Linked DNA regions of Gossypium hirsutum: region 1 is linked to region 2. Evidence: chromatin contacts called from public Hi-C data. All regions are on one chromosome and are shown on one strand. Each heading gives the region's core, a stretch centred on a gene start, on an enhancer-like site or on the middle of the called end of the contact. The rest is flanking DNA. Distances are from core to core; before and after follow the strand shown. Region 1 holds the start of LOC107897533. Region 2 holds the start of LOC107914267 (laccase-11).

Region 1 (3,911 bases), core at 616-3,115, 260 kb before region 2:
TTACTTTTTACATTTAAATGTAAATGTTAATACGTCATGGATGTGATATATTAAAAATTTAAGATAATAAATACTTGATAACTTAATAATCATGTAATAAAATGAATGAAGTTGCCATTATCTTAAATTTAATAAATAATTTTAATAATATTAACTATTCTTAAAAGTTAACGTTAAATATTTTAGTTAAAAGTAAAATATCTAGAGTAATTAAAGGCATTAAAAAATTAAAATACTAAATTATCTCAAAAATTAGTTCTCAAAAAAATGAAATTTCATCATTATTATATAATATTAATAAAAATAAAAATAAAAATACATACATGTCAACATTTTAATTATAATAACATATCTAGGTTAACTATTCCATTATAGAAGATATATTAAATTTAAAATGTAAGAATAATATAAAGATCTCATTATTGTATAATCTCAATAAAAAAAGTAAAAGCTTGCGTATTTAAATACATGTACATAAACATTTTAATTAAAATGAAGTGTTTATACTAAAAGTTTGAGCTATAAAATAATGTCAAATATTAAAGACTAAAAAAATTAAATTTAAAAATAAAAATAAGATGACTAAATCTAACACGGTTAAAATTTTCAATTAAATCCTTTGATATGGATTTTTGAAACTTAAAAAATCACTTATTAATCATCTAACATAGCAATAAAAATAATGTGAAAAATAATAATTAATTTTTTTAATAAAAAAATCATTCGAAATCATCATTGAAATATATATTTTTCTATTAGAATAGTATTATTAAAAAAGTTTATATTAATATTTTGATTTAAATATTTAAAATTGGACCATTTTCTGGAAACCTAAAAAAAATGAAAAAGAGTTTGAAAAAAATTAAACTCGATCAAATCGAGCTGGGCTCATTTAGAAGTTAGTAAGTGAAATTATACCAAAATTAAAAAATAAAAATAAAACCTAAAATTTGAGCGAAACATAGAAATTAGAAGGATAGAGCTGAAATTTAACCATTAATTTATAACGTAAAAAGAGCAAAAAAAACAATAGACGGGTGATGGAGGAAGGCTTTAGGGCCTTCACAGATATAGCTAAAGATGTTTGTTTAGGAGAAAGTTTGGTAACAGCCTAAGCTGTGTAATAAGCATTACATATAAGAACTGCAGTAAAAAACTGAAGATAATAAACTAATGCCAGGTAAGGCGCACATGAAACAAAATGGAGGAGGGTACTTGTGAACATAATTGGGTTTTCCATCCATGAGTTAAGAGGAAGCGTGAGTTTGATTCCTGGCTTTCTCCTTCTCCTTCACTTCACTCCCCTGCGTCTTGTCATAAGCTTCATGCATTGCACCCACCCACAAATCAAATACAGTTCAATTAAAACAAGTTTTGCTTACTACTACCTAACCATTCTACTCTACTACTTACCTGGGTGACTTTCATGAACCTCCTTGTGTTTTTTATGTCAGATATACTCTCGTTCTCTCCATAAATCCCTCCAAACCCTTCTTCATCTGATCTCGTAGCATATCCCTCTCCGAATGACTCAGACATCACATCCCTTAACACATGAAACGAACAGTTTCAAAACCACTAGCAGTAGTAGTAGACATGGGAAGAAAAAGAGAAGCAACATCTTCATTAATATGATCTAACCCAGGTTTTTGTTCAGGCTTTTCGTCTTTCTGCTCCATGCTTTCCGGTTGCTTGGAACAACTTGTGATGATTGGCCTGAAGCTGATCACTGAACTTTTATGATGACTTAAAGAAGCTCGCAGAGATGGAGTGAAAACTGCTGGTGGCTGAGCTCGAACCGATCGGATGGCTTTCATTTCCGCCTGCCTTCTTTCGGGTTGTGAAATTATTGAACATTGTTTACTTAAAAAGACAATACTAGAAACCTTCTTTCTTGTTATGTTAAGACACGTGGAAAATGTTAATGGACAGGTGTGGAGTGTAGGAATGTATGTTCTGATGAATGTCCATGACCCAGATGGCACTCGAGGAGGGCCAATGAAATATATGGGTTTTACAGAAACCGCTGGTTGCCGACACTTTGGCCTCTAATATTTCGACAAGGAACGGTGTGAACCAAGCCTAATGGATGAAGTAGGCTATCTCGGACATTAATTAAAGGGAAAAAGGATTATGATAAACGAAATAAAAAATTAAGGGTAAAGGAAAGGTGAGTTTCGGTTTGTTGACGGAAACGAAAACGACAAGGCCCATTGTAAATTGAGAAGAAATTAAAGTGACTCATTGGTGCTCGAAAAAGAAAGCCCAATACATATGGTTTAGCTGGATGGAACTTAATGCCCAAATTAAACAAAACATTCACAAAACTTGGGTCTCATACACGGAGCTTCACTGCCGTGGAAAGGAAAATGTGACAATGAGGAAATGGCGAAGGACAAGGAGGGAGGGCCTCCTAACCCCTAAAAGTTTGGACTTACATTTGTTAGCATTAATGGAGGCCTTTGCTCTTGTAAATCAAAATTGATGCTAGGAATTCTTCCTTCATTACAGACAAGCCACTGTCATTGTAAATGCACTAGAGGATTGATATTGGTGGTTGGTGCCTTTTTAGGCTTTGCCTTTAAGCATGACCTTCGTTCTTTAGTGCTTGACTCTGTGTTCACTTTCATTGATCGGCAACTCCTTTGCCTTGCTTCTTTTGTATTATATTTTAACCTTGTAAATCAAAGTTGATACTAGGAATTCTTCCTTCATTAGAGACAAGCCACTGTCATTGTAAATGCACTAGAGGGTTGATACTGGTAGTTGACGCCTTTCAGGCTTTACCGTCAAGCATGGTCTCTATTCTCTAATACTAGCAATTCCTTAGTATCAATTCCTACAAACTTAGGGTATTACAGCAATAAAATTAAAGTCAATAGTGAGACATGTGTTTAGATTTAATCATTGCAGTGGTATCAAAATGAAATATAGTAAACTAAAATAACCATTAAAGATATTAGAATAATATTTACATGTAATGCAACTTATAACATATTTGAAAATTTAATAAATAACTAAAAATGTTAAAATTACAAAAATATAGGTACATTATTTATATATTTATTTAAATATTTTGATTAATTAATATATAAATATGTAAATTTATTTATTATATTAAAAAAATTAAATCAAAATAATTAAAAAAAACATTTAACTTGAAAATTTTGATAATAAGATATTATATATTAAGTTAATAAATGGTAAAGAAATACCAACAATGTTGTGAAGCTCCAGTGGAGTAAAAACAAGTCTGGTGCGATTGAAAGAGAATCATCTGCGACAATAAAATGCCAGAAAAAAGGACATGTCTGGAGCCTCAGCCACATGATGATAAAAGAGGGCCATTAATCCATTTTCCGTTGAATTTGTGGAGCAATATTGGTTCTAATATTCCATCTAGTTTTCATATTTCAATCTCAACAGTGAAGCAAAAAAGACTGAAATCCACAAGTTTATAAACTAAAACAGTGTATTCAAATGAGAGTGTAGTAGAAGAAAAATCAACAAGGTTATGAATTTATACTAATTAATACTCGGTAACAAGGTCAACCCTCAAGAAAACTGAAGCATATTGCTTCATACAACCACTTAAAAGAATGTCAAATTTTCTTTCAACCTCCCTTGCCAATTCAATCTGAAAATGGTTTCTTTTCTTCTTCAATGTTCCCTCTCTCTCTTGCTTTCATTTTATAGGCATATTGTTCTTTTTGTTGTATACAGAACTGTCAAATGTTACAGGTTCAAAGTGTATGGCAAATGACCATGGGCTTCAAGTATGGTTTTGTGAAGAAAAATGAACAATAAGTTGTACCATCTACTTCAAAAGAAGGTAGGCAACAGTCTTACTGACCAAGATCAATTTTGTCAATGTCTGAAATCGCCCCATTTGTTAAAACAGGTAATAAGCC
Region 2 (4,002 bases), core at 911-3,410:
ATATCTATACCAATTGAACTAAGACTCAATTGACCATTTCCTCTAACTTCTTTTGCTTTTCTTTTTTGAATTTAAACTTTTAAAATAAATTTATTAATTTAATTTTAATAAATTAATACATATGGTTTCCAATGCATTTTAATATTTCCGTTTCCGTTTCCAATTGCAATTTATTTACTTTTACTTATTTTGATTTAGAGGTTTTTTAACTTTTTATTTATTATTTTAATATAATTATATATTGATTAAACTATTTAAATAATGTTACAATAAAATTTTTAATTATGTATTAAATTTTCAAATAATTTATAAATTAAATTATATAAAACTCTTAATGTAGTGAAGATAGCAAGGAGCAGCGATTAAAATTATGTCGATAACATTTTAAACTAATGTTTTTGATATTTTAAACACTTTAATATTTTTTTAACTATCAGTTAACATTGATATAAATTTAATTTATATTTATTATTTAATATACATATATTTTTTAATTTTTATTATATATATTTATTTTAATTTAATGTCCTTTATAGTCATTTTCTACTACTATTTTGTGATTAAATCTAAACACATATCTCATCACTATTTTTAATTTCACCAATGTAGTATTTCATCTCACTGTGTCAATAACTAATCTAATCGCTACTATTATTTTTAATCTCTCTGAATTCAATCTCACCGCCCATCCAAAAGAAACCTCAAGTTTTGAAGTTGGCGAGAGGGAGAGGTTTGTGGGTTTGATGCACAGTGCTCAACAATGGCCCTTTTAGTGATATGGTTTTGTTGGTCTCTTGGGCTAATTGGGCTCATATAAGTTAAACAGTTTGGGCTTTGCTAAATGTTTGGATGTCTAATATGTCTTTGCGGGCAAGGCATCCAACTTTGGATAGTTGCAACCCAAAAATTAGGGTAAATTCTATAATCAGTCACTTAATTATTAGTACTTTTTTGGTCATTTAGTTTTAAATTTTTTAAATTTTTTTGTATTAGTTACTAATGTTATCCAAATTTAATATTTTGGTTACTCCTCCGTTAAACCACTAATGGAATAACATAATAACAAATTTAGGCCTTCAATGTTTATAAAGTCTATCAGTTTGATCCTAATTCTAAAAAATATTAATAAATTTAACCCTCAATTTTACACATTCTGTCAATTTAATCTTGATTCTTAAAATTTAAAAATAAAAAAAAATATTTAGAAGTTATTTTTAGGATAAAATTATTATTTTAATAAATAAATGTGATGTTAGAAAATGAAAAGAATATATTTATAATTTTGTATGTATTTTTTATAAAGTTTTATTGAAAAATGAATTTTTATTTATAAATTGGATTTTGATATTTATGCGATTACTATTTACAGCTTTGAGAAGCAAGATTGTGATTGTTAGTGAAACCCATATAAGGAGAGTGAGAAGGATAATGCTGAAATGAAAAAATTGCTAAAAGAAAGCGGGTATTTCGTGATTATAATAAATCCATCCAAAAACAACTATTCCACACAATGTTTCTCATTTCTTTACTTTAAGGTTGATATTCCTCCATTTCCATACTTCTTTTCTATTTTCAAAATGGTTTGGTAACAAGCAATACAAAGTTTCTCTGCAAAGCATATGTGCCCATTAATAAGCAAACTCAGACTTACAAAGAAATGCTACAAAATGCTTAGAAGTAAGCTTTTCTGTATTAGATTTTTAATCAATAAACAATGCTAAAAAGCATTCCACTAAAAATTTTGGTTAATTCTGATTGAATTCCGAAAACCAGAATGCTAAATATTTACTTTAAAATATAATATATCATTTTATAAAGTAGAAAGGGGCATGCAACATGAGGTTAAAAAAAGTGCCTTCCTTAGCGGTAAAGCTTGGTGTTGTATGTAGGATTAGGTTGGTATATACCTTTCAATCTCAAATTTTTGAATCGTTTAAAAAAAATTGGATACCGGGAGTTTCTTTCAGCATTTTGCTTCCTTAGATTCACAACCTCAACCTCTACGCCTATCAATGGCACTGAAAGTCTCTTTCAGTATTTTGCTTACAAGCTTTGACATAAGGAGACTATGCAACTTTTACCTAATCAGCTTCATTCTCTTCTTCTTATATTCCTATAATTTTACCCCTTTCTTTTAAAGCTTATATAAATACTTGATACGTTCAACTTCATGTCTCACATCCATACAAGCACCGAAAAGTTTTAAAAGCTTTTAGCTCAGCTAGAATGGCTATCAATGGTGATTTCGTTTCCAAAACGACCCTTTTTCTGGTCGGTTTAATTGCATTCATTTCTTTTCCAGCAGAAGCTGCTGTAAGGAAGTACCAGTTTGATGTGAGTCAATCAAAAACTGAGCATTTTATATAATTTTTGTAATATTTCAGCTGTTTCACTTGATGATGTGTTTTTAAACAGATTCAAGTGAAGAATGTTAGCAGACTGTGCCATGCAAAGCCAATCGTAAAGGTAAACGGGAGGTTTCCAGGGCCTACAATCTATGCTAGAGAGGGAGACAGAGTTATTGTCAATGTTACAAACCATGCAAAATATAACATGTCCATTCACTGGTAAGATTTTTTATTAATATGCAGGAAAAAAAAATTGCAACAAGGTTTCTTATAATGTGTTGTTTGATGATCTGTTTAGGCATGGATTGAAGCAATATCGAAATGGTTGGGCGGATGGACCGGCTTACATAACACAATGTCCGATTAAGACAGGGAATAGCTACGCTTACGACTTCAATGTAACAGGGCAAAGAGGAACTTTATGGTGGCATGCACACATTCTTTGGCTAAGGGCTACGGTGTATGGAGCCATTGTCATCATGCCGAAACAAGGAATGCCATATCCGTTCCCGAAGCCGAACATGGAACAGCTTGTTGTTTTAGGTCGGTTCCAGGGTTGATGTTTTTTGATTGATAAACGAGTTCCTTTCTGTGATGATGATGAAAACTGTGTTCATGGTGCAGGGGAATGGTGGCACAAAGATGTTGAAGAGATTGTCAAGCAAGGAAATAACATGGGATTGCCACCAAACATGTCGGATGCACACACTATCAATGGGAAACCTGGACCTCTTTTTCCATGTTCTGAGAAACGTAAGTTGAAACTTTGAAGAAATTTTGTTGGAAAACATGTTCTGTTACATGATCCTGAATGTTTTCACTTTTCAGATACATTTGCAATGGAAGTCGAATCCGGGAAAACATACTTGCTAAGAATCATCAATGCTGCTCTCAACGACGAGCTTTTCTTCGCGATTGCCGGTCATAACATGACAGTAGTTGAGGTGGACGCAGTTTATACAAAACCGTTCGTCACTCAAGCGATACTGATTGCACCAGGGCAAACCACGAACGTTCTAATACAAGCCAACCAATCCCCTGGGAGATATTTCATGGCTGCTAGGCCTTTCATGGATGCTCCAATCCCTGTAGACAACAAAACCGCGACAGGGATATTCCAATACAAAGGAATCCCCAACACTGTTCTTCCTACACTTCCTCAGTTACCAGCTTCCAATGACACAGATTTCGCTTTGAGTTACAACAAAAAGCTCAAGAGCTTAAACTCTGCAAATTTTCCTGCAAATGTTCCCCTTAAAGTCGATCGAAAACTGTTCTACACGGTTGGTTTCGGCAAAGATTCTTGCCCGACATGCGTTAATGGGACAAGAATCTTAGCCTCGTTGAACAATATTTCTTTTGTGATGCCTAAAATTGGACTTCTCCAAGCTCATTACTTCAACATCAGTGGAGTTTTTACAACTGATTTCCCTGATAAACCTCCTAAGCCATTTAACTATACTGGTGCACCCTTAACAGCCAATCTTGGCACTGCACATGGGACAAGGCTTAGCAAAATAGCCTTCAATTCTACAGTTGAGCTAGTGCTACAAGACACTAATCTCCTTACTGTTGAGTCACATCCATTCCATCTCCATGGCTATAACTTCTTCGTGGTCGGAACCGGTATCGGAAACTTCGATCCTGTCAAAGA

What was found. Hi-C and Micro-C count contacts between places; a contact is called where the count stands out from the background.
Region 1: a Hi-C map of leaf shows a contact between it and region 2, with 2.2 times the contacts expected there. The contact joins the promoter of LOC107897533 here to the promoter of LOC107914267 in region 2. A contact is called at or near these places in 2 of 34 Hi-C or Micro-C datasets (both in leaf).

What each region holds. Positions count from the first base shown.
Region 1 is chrD10:12,523,149-12,527,059 of Gossypium_hirsutum_v2.1, reverse strand. It overlaps LOC107897533, which reads right to left and starts at 1,865. Exons shown (of 3, transcript XM_016823019.2): 1 at 1,642-1,865; 2 at 1,414-1,546; 3 at 980-1,321. The coding sequence starts at 1,817. The coding sequence ends at 1,292.
Region 2 is chrD10:12,262,907-12,266,908 of Gossypium_hirsutum_v2.1, reverse strand. LOC107914267 (laccase-11) reads left to right here and starts at 2,160. Exons shown (of 6, transcript XM_016843132.2): 1 at 2,160-2,334; 2 at 2,416-2,567; 3 at 2,647-2,891; 4 at 2,973-3,101; 5 at 3,177-4,002. The coding sequence starts at 2,227.